Linked DNA regions of Sus scrofa: region 2 is linked to region 1. A link is a contact called in public Hi-C data. All regions are on one chromosome and are shown on one strand. The core of a region is the stretch at or near the end of the contact, and the rest is flanking DNA. Distances in the headings are between cores, read along the strand shown.

Evidence for each region. A called contact is a pair of places that touch in the nucleus more often than the background predicts.
Region 2: a contact with region 1 is called in a Hi-C map of liver, with 2.2 times the contacts expected there. The contact joins the enhancer-like site here to the promoter of LOC110257261 in region 1. A contact is called at or near these places in 1 of 5 promoter capture datasets (liver), 7 of 47 Hi-C or Micro-C datasets (fetal liver, fibroblasts, liver and 1 more) and 2 of 2 datasets of contacts at active chromatin or transcription factors (alveolar macrophages and skeletal muscle).

Annotation. Positions count from the first base shown.
Region 1 is chr16:50,496,872-50,504,099 of Sscrofa11.1, reverse strand. LOC110257261 reads left to right here and starts at 2,769. Exons shown (of 2, transcript XM_021076837.1): 1 at 2,769-4,858; 2 at 5,014-6,006. The coding sequence starts at 4,564. The coding sequence ends at 5,210. It overlaps CPEB4 (cytoplasmic polyadenylation element-binding protein 4), which reads left to right and starts at 5,014. Exons shown (of 8, transcript XM_005657625.3): 1 at 5,014-7,228. The coding sequence starts at 6,399. It overlaps LOC102164818 (a long non-coding RNA gene), which reads left to right. Exons shown (of 11, transcript XR_002339638.1): 11 at 1-461.
Region 2 is chr16:50,556,774-50,564,291 of Sscrofa11.1, reverse strand. All of the region lies in intron 5 of LOC102164818 (a long non-coding RNA gene), which reads left to right. Among named protein-coding and RNA genes, the nearest start is that of CPEB4, 61 kb to the right of the region's middle. Within about 2 kb of position 5,696, at least 22 of the 83 cell types and tissues checked have an H3K27ac peak or open chromatin away from gene starts, as enhancers often do. A contact at or near this core is called in fetal liver, liver and skeletal muscle, where this site is marked.

The DNA.
Region 1 (7,228 bases), core at 1,520-4,019:
CCCTTCTCTCTGCCCCTACCTTCACAGGACCTGCCTTTGACTGTTATTATTATATATATATATATTTCTTAGTTTTAGGAGCATATAGATTCCAGTACTACATAAGAATGCTATTAACACTGCTAAGCAAAGTTCTGCTGGGTATTAATCTCTTAGGGGACTGGATGATATACTTGCCCAGACTTGTCTTCTCACTATAGCTCCCTCCTTAAAACAACATCAAAGATACTGTGTTCAGGAGTTCCCTTGTGGTGCAGCAGGTTAAGGATCAGCATTGTCACTGCAATGGCTCAGGTTGCTGCTGTAACATGGGTTTGATCCCTGGTCCAGAAACTTTCACACTCTGTGGGGATGGCAAAAAAAAAAAAAAAAAAAAAAAAGAAAGAAAAAAAACAAAAAACAAAAAAACCTTTACAGAGAGTTCCTGGGCCACCAAATCAAAAAAGATCAACTGCTTTACATATTTCTGCATATTCTGAATATGTGTGCATGCAATTTATGGTAGTATCTGGTGACTTTCTGGGTTTTGTTTTCTTTTTTAGCTCCACCCACAGTGTGTGGAAGTTCCTAGGCCAGGGATTAAACCTGTGCCACACCAGAACTTCCCCTGGTGGCTTTTTGTCTGAGTGTCCTATTTCCATAATGCCTCAGTGTCTCATGGAAATGAACCGAAGCAGGGCCACTACATTGTGCAACTCCAGGGGCGGCATTCACATCATAGTCTGTGATGCCCTATAGAGTTGCACAGTGCACAACCTGGGCAGCAGGGGGTGGTGGCCCTGATTGTTAAAGTCATCAGACAGGCCCAAGGGGAGCTTTGGGTGTATGATGTTGGGAGGAGACAATGTATGCTTCAAGGGCAGTGGTGGAGGACATTAGCTAGCATGGGGCAGAGTTCACTCTGTGTGATTATGGGGTGAGATTTATAACGCCCTACCAAGCTTTAAAGAAAATGGTAAAGGAAATATTAGGGCTCTGCTTCCTGGGAGGCTCTGAGTTTGGGGTGTGGTTGAACTCAAAGCCCAGAGAGGGAAGGACAGTAGCCAGCAGGATACATTCACTAACCTACAATTTCTCTGAAGGTGTGTCAACCCTCAGTGTATAGAGAAGGAGGGTTTTTTTTTTTTTAATTTTTTTAATTTAAAAAAAAAAAATCTGGGTAGTTCCCATCGTGGCTCAGCAGTAACGAACCCAACTAGGATCCATAAGGATTTGGGTTCCATCCCTGGCCTCGCTCAGTGGGTTAAGGATCCAGCATTGCCAAGAGCTGTGGTGTGGGTCGAAGACATGGTTTGTATTCGGATCTTGTGTTGTTGTGGCTGTGCCGTAGGCCAGCAGCTGCAGCTCCACTTCTACCCCTAGCCTTGGAACTTCAATATGCCACAGGTGAGGTCCTAAAAAGCAAACAGAAAAAAATAAATAAATAAAAAAATAAAGGAGGAGTTCCTGTGGAGCAGTGGTTAACGAATCCGACTAGGAACCATGAGGTTGCGGGTTCAATCCCTGCCCTTGCTCAGTGGGTTAAGGATCCGGCGTTGCTGTCGGCTGTGGTGTGGGTCGCAGACATGGCTGGGATCCCACATTGCTGTGGCTCTGGCGTAGGCTGGCAGCTTGGCTCCGATTCGACCCCTAGCCTGGGAACCTCCATATGCCGCGGGAGCGGCCCAAGAAATGGCAAAAAGACAAAAAAAAAAAAAAAAAAAAAAAAAAAGAAAAAAGAAAGAAAGAAAGAAAAAAGAAAAAAAAAAATCTGGTAACACTATACATTCTGGGCGAACTTGCTTTCTCTGCACACTTAAAGCTTCCCAGTGAGTATGTTTCATGGGAGGGGCTCTCTTCTGCCAGCAGAGTGTTCAAGCCAGCACTCATCTGCAATTGTTCATCTCTTTGGAAATCCTAAATAGAGCTACTGAACTGTTGTCATGGTTACCTGGGACAGTTTCAGAGGCCAAAATGGTTTTTTTAATTGTTTATTTATTTATTTGTCTTTTTAGAGGGGCACCCCATCATACAGAGGTTCCTAGGATAGGGGTCCAATCGGAGCTGCAGCTGCAGGCCTTCGGCACAGCCACAGCAACGCCAGGTCTGAGCCACGTCTGTGACCTGCACCACAGCCCACAGCAATGCCAGATCCTTAACCCACTGAGCAAGGCCAGGGATCGACCCTGCATCCTCATGGATACTAGTCAGATTATTTTCCTCTGAGCCATGGAGGGGAACTCCTGAGGGCAGAATGTTTTCACGGAGGGCAGCCCTGAGCTGAGTATCCTGGGTTTCTGAGTGGACAACTGACACAAGAGAACTGCTTCCTCCTTCCTTCTCCCATGATCCTAGTCCTTAACCAGGAGCCTGGTGTCTACAGAGATCATCTTAGCCTCAGCCCAGGCCAAACCTCCTGCCCAGACTTGATTTAGCCTTAAAAGATCAGGCTGGCCTAGCAGCTCCCCGACTGTGGCACTGGTGAGCCTCCTCCCTCTACGAACCAATACAGATTCCTGGATTCACTCATGCACGCAACTTCCAGGCAAAGGACACTTGTGAAGTAGTTCTCTGCACTTAATATGTTAATAAGGAACTGACATTTTTGTTTTGCTCTACCTAGTTATGTCAAGAGTTTCTTACCCTTTCTGGAGGTTTAAGTTCTTCTGCCAGCATTCAGTTGATGTTCTGTGTGAGTCCTTTTACATGTAGATGTGGTCTTTTGATGTGTTTGTGGGAGAGGGTGAGCCTGACCTCTTACTCCTCAGCCATCTTGCTCCGCCCCTGGGAACTGACATTTTTGAAAAGCTCCTATGAGTCCAGCACTTTGCATGTCTCATGTAATTTACTATCGCCTAGCTAGGGAAGAATATCCTTTGCATTTTATCTTGCTTGTAGGGGTGATTGCACTAGGAAGTTGCAAAGCTAGGAGTCAAATTACCTATATGATTCTAAAGCTAGCCCTCTTTCCTTCAAGAATAGTAGCCATTTTAGCCACTGAGAACTGGTAGCCCCAAAAGACTGTCAACCGTCTACTGGGCACTGGACATTCATTTATTCAATGAACATGTCCTGAGTCTGCTCCATGCTAAACCCTCTCGTGGCCACCCACTGGGGACATACAGATAAATAGACACAACCTCTGCCTGCAAAAAGGTAATTCACTGGCAACCACTGGTTCTCTACAAGATGGTAGAAAAAGGAGCAATCAGGGAAACCATGCTGGAGGAAATGACACTTAACTGAGTCAGCCAAGTCTCAAGGTAAGTCCAGCTGTGGGGAATAAACAGCAGGATAGGACTCAATTCCTAACATTCAAGGAACTCAAAATTACAGAGACAAGACTCATGTTCATTATACAAAGACAGACAATAAAATCACTGATTAAGGTTTCAAACAGTTGTTCTACATGAAAGTATGGGAGGATTGAGAAACTGAGGCAGCAGAAGTTGGAGCCATTGAGGAAAGGCTATGGAAATGAAATGGAAATCACCTTTGTTCATGTGATCCTGCTTAAAAGTCTTGATCTCTCCCTCCACCCCCCACTCTTGCCATAGTTATTTGTAGCTCTAGTCTGATTTCTTCTTTTCATTTTTTACTCCTCATTTCCTACTAAAGGAAAACACTCATTCAGCATATTTAGAACCTGCACTGAGAGCAATGCATTATTACCCTAGGTCCTGAGGGTGGTCATAGCCATGGGAATGCACAAATATGAACAAGACATGGAATCCTTGTGCAGCAAATAACCTAAATGATGAAAGTTTGAGAGATGTGAGGTCCAAAACAAATGGCCTAAACAATGAAATAATTCAGACTTGGAAAGGGGACTGCAATTCAGGAAAGATTTCATTGTGGTTAGTTTTTCCGCTAGTTTCTTCAGCATTCATTCATTCATGACTCCTGTCTACAAGGTGCCCTCCTCAAAGAGGCCACAGTTGACCACAGGCCCAAGAGACATAAGCAACCATTAAAATAGGGGATAAACAAGCATGAGACATACACAGGGCCATGGATGTTGATAAGAGGGAATTTAGAAGACAGAGTTGGTAGCTTTTGAGCCGATTCCTAAAACTAAATAGGAGCTTACCAGGTGGAGAAGAAAGGAAATGGAAGGTTTAAAAGGCACTGAGAAGAGTTAGAGCAGCTTGGTGTGGGGCGTTTGGAGATGAGGTGTTAAGATATACTGCTCACAGAGTGGAAAATCTTTGACTACTAGGCTAAAAAGTTTGGTTTTTTCCAAGGAGGTAGTGGGCAGCTGAAGAGAGATCTGAGCAGGTGAGGTCCATAATAAAGATTTTCGTTTTGTACATCTCCCTCTGGTAAACCGGTAGGGTGAACTAGAGCCAGATGGGGATGAGGGCTCAGCCAAGGACGCCGACAGCGGCTGTATCTTTGTGCCTGAGACTGCACCAGACGGGAGCCTAAACCAAGCAAGAGGAGTGGGGATAGGGGAATGGAAGGTGAAGGAAGAGTCTATATTCAGGACAAGGACGTACGCAGTTCTAGGAACCTCACAGCCGCTGGGAAGAATCGCCTCCCCTTCCAGATCCCTCTGGGGCGGAGCTCCGACCAAGGTACGTGATGCCTGGGGAACCACATTTATTCTGGGCAGTCCTCACGTTCGTCCGCAGTTTTATGGGTCGCCACTCGGATCTCCCACGTCTGAACTCTTTCTCGTGGTGCTGGAGGAATCCGTTCTCTTCCGCGCGTCCTTATATGCCTTTCCAGCAGAGCATGGCTAGACGAGATAAACCGCGCAGGAGTCCTCTGCCCATACTAAAGATGGCGACCTGCTGCGCTCACTCTGGGTGGGGGACCCGGTTCCAGGAGCCCAGCCTCACTAGGCGAGGCGCAGACGGAAGGGGCGTCTCTCTAGGTAACTTTTCGACCTTCCTGGGAGGGGACGTGAGTCGGGGGGCGTGGCCTTATCTGAATTCCAACAGCTGATTGGCCTTTCGTCAGGTGGGCGGGGGCGTATGCCCTAACCCACCCCTCCCTTTTCGAACCGGAAGTGTCTCTCGGTCTTTCCAGCTGGTTGTCATTTCGCTCGGCTCGGTCCTGAGGAGAAGGACTCAGCCGCGGCTGCGGGACCCGGGCACCGGGAGGCGGTGGCGGCGGCGGCGGCAGTAGCGGCGGCAGCAGAGGAGGAAGAGGAGGAAGAAGGAGAGAGGAAGAGGAGCCAGGCGGAGTCCACAACAACGACAGCGGGGACTTCGGGACCGGGGTAAAGCGACCGCGGCGGCGACGACGACGGCCCACACAACCGTGAGGAGAAACAAAAGCCTTCTAAATTATAGTTTTTGAAAAAATCTGGGGGGGGGAAAGAGAGAGCAAAGGGGGGGGAGGTCCTTCTCTTTTGGAATAACTGCGCTGGTGGGTTTTTCCTTTTTTTCCCTGTCCCCCCCCACCCCCCTCGCTGCGGAGAATCGAACTGAGAGAACTGAACAAACCGCCCCTGGGTCCCATGAGGGAAAAAAAACCCGGAGCCGCAGAGAGGGGAAGAGGCCGAAACCGCAGGACCTTCCAGGTCGCCCCCTTGGTCGCCGCACCCCCGGGCCGCCAGCTCGTCCTCGTCGAGTCTCGCTAATCCCTCCTGATCGCGACACCCTCGAGTGGGAGAAACGGGTGTTTCCAGCCCATTTCATGGGGGAGAGGAGGCCAGGGGGAGCCCAGGAACAGCGCCCGCAGCAAGACCTGCACCCAGAGCTTCAGGAACAGCCCCAGAGGCCAAAACTGCACCCCGTGAAAGAGCAGAAACAGGACCAGGAACAGCAGAAACCTCCCTGCAATCATTTTTCCATTAGTCAATGCTGATTTCGCCTCCCACCCTAGATAACCTAATATAATCTATATATATAAAATATAATATATAATGTTCTTAAATTATTCCTGATTTTTTTAACTAAGCTGCCAAGAAAAAGAACGTATTCTCCCTTTAGCCCTATTCTAATTTTTAATGTGAGTGAATCTAAACTGCTGAAGAAGCCCATATGTGATTGTTAAATTATATATATATATATTTTTACTCTGCGCAATGCTTATTCTTCTACATTCATAGATGCTTGAGAAGCTGTGTTTTTGTCATTCATGTACGTTTTCCTTTGGAAAAAGAAAGCGCCTATTTTACTAACCAAAGACTTGATTTTTTACCCTCTTCATTTTTATTCCCTCCTAGAAATAAGCCCAGCTGGATTCATGTCAATGTTTTAAGATTTTTCTTTAGGGTTTGTTGTTTGTTTCAGAAACCAGAATTCCAAATCTGAACTATTTAGGGTGATAAGCTGCGATCTTTGAGCTAGCTAAAAATAAGGCATTTCAAACAAGCAACTTAAATTTGGCATAGAGGATACACATACAAAGACGTGAGACATCAGATTGTCTTTTTTATTATAAGATTCTGAGCCTAAAAATAATAAATGGGGGATTACGGGTTTGGAGTGCTAGTGCAAAGCAATACTGGGAATAAATCTGCTTTTCCAGTCAGATTCCATCCACATCTGCAGCCTCCACACCATCACCAAAATGCCACCCCCAGCCCTGCTGCTTTTATAAATAATAACACAGCTGCCAGTGGCAGCAGCGCCGGGTCAGCTTGGCTCTTTCCTGCTCCGGCTACCCATAACATTCAGGATGAGATCTTGGGGTCAGAGAAAGCAAAAAGTCAGCAACAGGAGCAGCAAGACCCTTTAGAAAAGCAGCAGCTCTCCCCCAGTCCAGGTCAAGAAGCTGTAATACTGCCTGAAACCGAAAAGGCAAAATCTGAAGAAAATCAAGGGGACAATTCTTCAGAAAATGGCAACGGAAAGGAGAAAATAAGAATCGAATCACCTGTGTTGTCAGGGTTTGATTATCAAGAAGCCACAGGGCTAGGTACTTCCACCCAACCTTTGACATCCAGTGCATCGTCTCTTACTGGTTTCAGTAACTGGTCAGCAGCGATAGCGCCTTCTTCCTCTACAATCATCAATGAAGACGCAAGTTTCTTTCATCAGGGAGGGGTCCCAGCTGCTTCGGCTAATAACGGTGCTCTGTTGTTTCAAAATTTTCCCCATCATGTCAGCCCTGGCTTCGGAGGCAGCTTCTCTCCGCAGATTGGGCCTCTCTCACAGCACCATCCTCATCATGCTCATTTCCAGCATCATCACAGCCAGCATCAGCAGCAAAGGAGGTCTCCTGCCAGTCCCCATCCCCCACCTTTCACACACAGAAATGCTGCTTTTAACCAGCTGCCTCATTTGGCAAATAA
Region 2 (7,518 bases), core at 4,447-6,946, 57 kb before region 1:
TAACTGCTTCTGAGTTGATATTTTATGAGAACCGATAGAAAAGCTTATTTCCCAGCCCAGATGGATGTGAAATAAGTATCAGGTTGGCAGGCAGAAGTTGGAGACGTGAAGGGCCACGAGGGCATGGCCACAGGGAAATCCCAAAAATGGATGGATAGGAGTTATGAGTTTTCGAGTCTGTAACCCTGGGTTGGTCCAGCCTAAAGGAGCCCTTCTCTCTGGGAGCAGTCTCTTTAAGTGGCAAATAACATACAGCCCAATCCAAATCCCAGTTCTCCCACTTAGGAGCAAATTAACATTGAGCAGGTCACTTGACCTTTCTTAATCTCGTTCTTTCATCTATAAGGTGACATAACAAAAGCAGTAACCTCCAAGGATTATTAGAAGAATTACATGAAAAAGTATCTGCAAAACACTCACTAGAGGGACCAGCATGCGGTAAATAGCACTGAGTATTAGCAATGATGGCGACAAGGAGGGGGAGGAGGAAGATAATAATGGAGAGGTTGCTGATGACTCTGCTACACACCGTTAGTCCCCTACGCATTGCCCATTCTCCCCTTTTCTTTGCCAGCCAAACCATGTCCAGTCCCAGTGATATATCACTACCAGTCTGAGGCATTTGTGATATTTTCCCAGCATCCCTTGAGGCTGGAGGTAGTCATATGACACAGTTTTGACCAATGGGACTTAAGAGGAAGGTTGTGGGGGCTTCTGGGAAAGCTTTTACTTACCCAATTAAAAAAAGAGAAACAACAAGGAGTTCCCATTGTGGCTCAGTGGTTAACGAATCCGACTAGGAACCATGAGATTTCGGGTTCAATCCCCGGCCTTGCTCAGCGGGTAAGGATCCAGCGTTGCTGTGGCTGTGGCATAGGCCGGCGGCTACAGCTCAGATTGGACCCCTGGCCTGGGAACCTCCATGTGCTGTGGGAGTGGCCCAAGAAATGGCAAAAAGACCAAAAAAAAGGAAAAATAACAACAACAAAAACACTTGGCTGTCACAACACCTTCCCCCTTTCATTCTGCCTTGAACACAGAAGTGATGTCTGGAGCTATGAGGGTGTCATGTGATTCTGAGGGACAAACATGAGAGGAGAAGGCATCAGAGTGACCAACCCTGGCATTAGCAAAATTCTTTCTCAGGTTATCAGCTTCCCACCCTAGACTTCTTGTTAGAAATAAGAATTATAGGGAGTTCCTGTTGTGGTCAGTTGTAACAAACCCGACTAGTATCCATGAGAATGTGGGTTCGAACCCTGGCCTCACTCAGTGGGTTAAGGATCCAGTGTTGCCATGAGCTGTGGTGTAGGTCGCAGACACGACTCTGATCCAGCGTGGCTGTGGCATAGGCCAGTGGTTGAATCTCCAATTTAACCCCTAGCCTGGGAACTTCCATATGCCCCATGTGTGACCCTAAAAAGACAGAAAGAAAGAGAGAGAGGAAGAAAGAGGGAGAGAGAGAAAGTGGAAATTGCTGGGCTATATTTTTAGTTATTTGCGGTCAAATATATTCCTAATAGATGCAAGGATGCTCCAACCCTGAGGAGCAGAGAAATCCTAGGAAACTTCTCGGCTGCAAATATATCCTGCCCTCCCACAGTCTATACAATTACTTCCAACTTCCCAAAATATCATAACATCCTCCCCTAAAAAAAGTGGGTCCAGGGAAATCACCTCGCTTTGCCCTGTTAGAGCTCAACTGGTAAGTGCGGAGGGTAGGGCCAGGTTAACATCCAAAACAATAAAACAAAAGTTCTGCTTCCGGAGTAATCGGTGATGACGGAATGGTTATGGAGGAGGGTGAGGTGAGAAGTTGAACTGTAACCAATAACATCTTGAAAAATCCAAATGCTTATGTTCCTACTAAGAAATCCCACTGTTACCAAATTCTCCATTATTCTTTTGCTCTCAGGTCACCCCTTACTCCAGACCACGCCTGGTACATCAGTCCCTCCTGAGGTCCAAGTTGATAACTCTAGGCAGTCCTTAAGAGAGGGGACCGAGGGGAGTTCCCGTCGTGGTGCAGTGGAAATGAATCCGACTAGGAACCATGAGGTTGTGGGTTCGGTCCCTGGCCTTGCTCAGTGGGTTAAGGATCTGGCGTTGCCATGAGCTGTGGTGTAGGTTGCAGACGCAACTCAGCTCTGGCGTAGGCTGGTGGCTATAGCTCCGATTAGACCCCTAGCCTGGGAACCTCCATATGCCAAGGGAGTAGCTCTAGAAAAGGGACAAAAAAAAGAGAGAGAAAGAGAGAGAAGGGACAGAATCTTATTTATCTCTGTAGCCCCAGTGCCTCATATAGGACTGGCACGTTTGGGAGGCACAGATTGAGTGGTACAAGGGACAGAAAGAGAGATTAGGACAGCATATTTTAAAACCAGGATCTTCAAGCTCTCCGGAATACTGAAGATGTAGAAGAAAGTCATGTGACTAAGCAATTGTGGGAATTGAGAGAACTCAGTTCAAACACTGTCTCTTTCCTGCTATACTTTAGCTGTGTGGCCTGGCTAAATCACTCATCTCTATGCCTCAGTTTCCTCTTCTTTATGACCCCCTCACAGGATTGGCTGCCATCATCTAGCAAGTGAGCCATCAGAGGAAGCATTCCAGAAGTGAAAAGCATTGTTGTTAATATTATTATTACTTTTGTGCCTAGAGAGCATCAGCATCACTTGGAGGGCTTGTTAAACACAGATATCACTGGGCCCCAGCCCAGAATTTCTGACTCAGTAGGTTTGGGTTACTAGGGTCCAAGAATTTGCATCTCGAACAAGATCCAAGTGATGCTGATGCAGCAAGAACCCCCAGCCTAACTTACTGCTTAGGAGGCCACAGGGCAGGCTGTGCTTAGCAGAAGGCAGTGAAGAGGAGCAATGAAGTAAAGGAAGAAAGACAACAAAAGCTTGAAAATTCTAGCTCAGAGCTTCCTCGCCTGTATGTCATGGCTGGAGATGTGGGTGCCCAGAAATTGATCCCTCATGCCTTAGCAGGATCCTGAAGACAGCTGCCCAGGTTGTGCACACAGAATAAGGGCATCATTCTGCTTCAAGGGAAAAATGGGGCTGAAATCCCCAGACGAGATGCCTTTTCCTAATATACCTATGGTCTAGTTCTTAAGGGGGTTTGGCCCGGTGGGGAAAACTGGGATATCTGATCTATCGCCGCTGGCCTTGATCGAACTGTTTACCCCAGGCTACCACACCGGCATGTTCATTCTCTACATATGCTACGGCTTGAAAACATTTGGGAAGCTTTACTCTAAAGTTTCACTGTCCACGTGAAAGACAAACATGTTATCATATCCCCTATATGTGGCATCTTTAAAAAAAAAAAAAAGGGATACAAATGAACTTATTTGCAGAACAGAAACAGACTCACAGACTTTGAAAAACTTATGATTACCCAAGGGGTCAGGTAGGGGGCCTGGGAAGGATGGACTGGGGCTTTGGGATTGGCATATGCACACTGAGGTATGTGGAAAAATTGGCCAACGAGGACCTGCCGTATAGCGCAGTAAACTCTACCCAGTATTCTGTGGCAATCCATGGGGGAAAAGAATCTGAGAGAGAATGGATGTGTGTATACGTGGGACAGGGTCCCTTTTTTGTACAGCAAAAATCCTCACAGCCTTGCAACGTAACTGTACTTCAATAAAACTTAAAAAATAAAAAGGAAAGCTGCACTGTCCAATTAGTTTGCCACTAGAAACATGTGTCTAGTACAAAATGAGATGTGCCATAAATATAAAATGTGTACCAGATTGCAAAAATTTAGAACAAAAATAAGAAACTCATTAATAATTTGTTTTATATTGACTACATGCTGAAATGTTAATATTTTGAATATATTACATATGCTACCAAAATTATTTGCATTTCTTTCTTTTTGCTGTTTAAAAAAATAATTATAGCTCTCTTTTATGTTTTGTTTTATTTTATTTTATTTTATTTTATTTTCACCAGAGCATGTAGCAGCTTTGACATGGTTTCTCAGTTCCCAGACCAGAGATTGAACCTAGGCTATAGCAACAACAGCACTAAATCCTGACCACTAGACCACCAGGGAACGCCCTCTTTTTACTTTTTAATGTGACTATTAGAAAATTTAAAATTGCACATGAGGCTCCCATTATATGTGTGGACAGTGCTGTCCTAGAAAGAAAGTTAACATTTTGCAGAAATTGTAGGTGGTTTCATCTGTCTGCAAGAGTGGAGTGTGTGTGTGTGTGTGTGTGTGTGTGTGTGTGTGTAGTCAGGCCACTGAAGGGAGGCTGAGCAGTCCCAGCGGTAGGCTAAGTACTTCAACTTGACCCTGTAGGAGACAGCAATTCAGAAGCTGTGAGAGGCAGAATGACCTGATTAGACTGTTTAGAATGACACCTGGAAGCAGAGTAGAGGAGGGACTGACCGAGAGGTCTCACAAAAAACAAAAGCTCTGAGAAGCAGTGCAGTGGAACTGAAAGAGGAGCCAGCCAGAGGTCAGTCACATGGCCCAAGTTCACACAGCTCAAGTTCACATCAGATATGTTCAGGCTCAGGCCATCCTAGTGATTAAGAGAATGGGCTTGGGAGTTCCTGCTGTGGCTCAGCCATTACAAACCCAACTAGTATCCATGAGGATGCGGGTTCGATCCCTAACCTCACTCAGTGGGTTAAGGATCCAGCGTTGCCATGAGCTGTGGTGTAGGTCACAGATGCAGCTGGGATCCAGCATTGCTGTGGCTGTGGCTGTTGCAGCTCCAATTCGACCCCTAGCCTGGGAACCTCCATATGCCGCGGGTGTGACCCTGAAAAGCAAAAAAGGGAGAGAGAGGAAATGGGCTTTGGCACCAGACTGCTCCATTTGAATCCTAGCCCTTCCATTTAAGGTCACCTGTTTTCATTAACTTTGCCGCATCTCAGTTTATTCATCTGGGGATGAATGGGGATCTGTTATCATCACGTTGTTATGAGCCATAAATGTGTTCAGAGAAAGGAAGCGCTTAAAACATGTCTATTTGGCCTTGCTTGGTCACATGCTCCTTTCTTATTTTGCCAGGGGGATGTGATTTTGTGATTGGACGAGGCTGGGTCTCGTGCCCAGCCCAGGTGGACAGACAGCTGGGTCTGTTACCCCAGGAAGGGGGCGAGGCGGGGGAATGTGCCAGCACATACAAACAGCAGCTGCCCTGTCTTCTCCACCCTCCTGGCTCCATGACCTTGGACAAGTGACTCAATGGATAAGGAGCCCAACTTCCACTTCAGTAACACCTTCCTCGAAAAATTGTAAGAATTATGCAATTGCTGCCCCAGTGAAGGTGACCAGAAACTAATTTAAGGTGGTGCTGCCATCACTGATAGCAAAGACCTGACTTTTGGCTGGGGCTGCATGATCATCTGAATTGGGGAACTGTCCTTTCTAGGGGTCAGATCACACCTCAAACTCTCAAATCAGTGTCAACAGAAAGGTCAGCTGGGACTTTGGGACTGAGACCTAATGGGTGGGCCCTGCCTGGCTTGGTGTGTTTACTAAATATCCCCTGGCCTGCTGGAAGGCTTTCTTCATTTGCTAAGCAATTTAGGTCCAACCTGTTCTCCTTTTGTGAGCTGGGGTTTTGTAAGAGGCCAAATTCCAGGCTGGGGCAGGATAAACAGGCTCGCATGGCTAATGATTGGTGAGCCGGCCTGGAATGCAATTTACTGCAGATTTCCGTGGAGGAGAGTTGGTCACCCCCTGGACAGTTTACTGGGAGGCTGTTAAAACAGGAAGGAGCTTAGAGGCTCTGCAGGGTGGCTGTTTGGCATTTTTCTCTACTCTTTTTAAAGGAATGGAGACACCTGCCACCAGCTGGGAATTTTCTGCCGCAATCTGCTTTACAAAGAAATAAAACCCTCTTGGTCAAAGCTTATGTTTGTCCAGTGTTTTGCAGCTTACAAAAGATTCTCAATTCTAGCACTGCTCTAGTTTTGCAAGTGGGTAAATTGGAATTCAGAGAGGGGAAGTGACTTAGCCAAGGTCACACAGCCAGGAAACAGCCAAGCCAGGATGAGAAAATTTTCCACACGGCAACCTGGGCAAAAATAGTATTTGTGCTCAATCTGGTTCATCAGCTGACCCTTCTTGCTAAGGGTTAGCCTGATTTGAAAATAAAACAATCTGGGGTGAGAGAATTGAGAGTCCCGTGTTCCAATATGGGTATCATTATGGTGGGAAAGTATTTTCCTTTTTACCTAGCTCACAATTTTAGAAATCTGTTTTTTTTAAAAAAAGAAAAATCTGGTCATTGTTTATTCATTATTTACTCATTCATTATGCAGTCTTTTTAAAAAATTTAAGTATAGTTAATTTACAATGTTGTGTTAGTTTCTTTTTTCTTTTTTTTTTCTTTTGTCTTTTTAGGGCCGCATCCGTGGCATATGGAGGTTCCCAGGCTAGGGGAAATCAGAGCTGTTGCTACCGGCCTAGGCCAGAGCCACAGCAGTGCCAGATGCAAGCCGCGTCTGCAACCTACACCACAGCTCACGGCAATGCCGGATCCTTAACCCACTGAGTGAGGCCAGAGATCAAACCGGCAACCTCATGGTTCCTAGTCGAATTCGTTTCTGCCTCACCATGACGGGAACTCCACAATGTTGTATTAGTTTCAAGTGTACAGCAAAGTGATTCAGTTGTACATATATGCATATTATTTTTCAGATTCTTTTCCATTATCGGTTATTACAAGATACTGAGAAATCCGATTTCTTGACCTCACAATATTCCCTTTTCTTCAAACATCACCCCAGGCTCTCCACTCAGCTCTGGTGTCTGCCGAATCTCTAAAGGAATTTCAAGACAGACAGGTCAGTAGGAAGAGATTGGAGTTCAGCTCCTAGCCTGGCTACAGCCTTGCTACCTGACCTCAGGCAAATCACTGACTCTCTCTGGACCTCAGTTTTCTTATCTGAAAAAGGGGTGTGTAAAGAATAGGTGAGCTTCAAGAGCCCACCCCTGCTTCTAAAGCTTCTAGTCTGGCTCCCTGTCTGCAGCTCTGCTACAGGAGAGCAGGGACCCAGGGCAACATCTGGCTGTTCCTTGCACCTCGGTGGCCTGCCCTGTTGGGGACGCCTACCAGCCTCCCCAGGCCTCTGAGGGATGGCCCCGGCTGCCCTCTCTGGTGAGCTGAGCCCAGCATGTGTGAGAACTGATGGTAGAGATAAAGATAGCCCTGCTGAAATAAAGCACACTTGCCCTCGTCCCCACACACAGCCTCCCTGTGTGTGGGGAAGCAGCAATTGGCTGGGTGGGTGCTGGGGCAGAGGTGGTGGCGGGCGGCGGGCACTGGTTGCCATCCTAGCATGAGCAGGGCAGGTTCCATTAGCTCATTCTTCTAATTGTCCTGGCTGGTGATTATTTCTCCTGATTAATTTCCAGTTAGCACTGGGGAGCCCAGCTTGGGTTGGATTCTGCCAGTTTTCCAGAGCCAGTTCTCAGCTATTTCTGGCTTGAACAGACCCAGGATCTTCCTGCTTCCACGGGAGCTGCCATTCCAGGAGG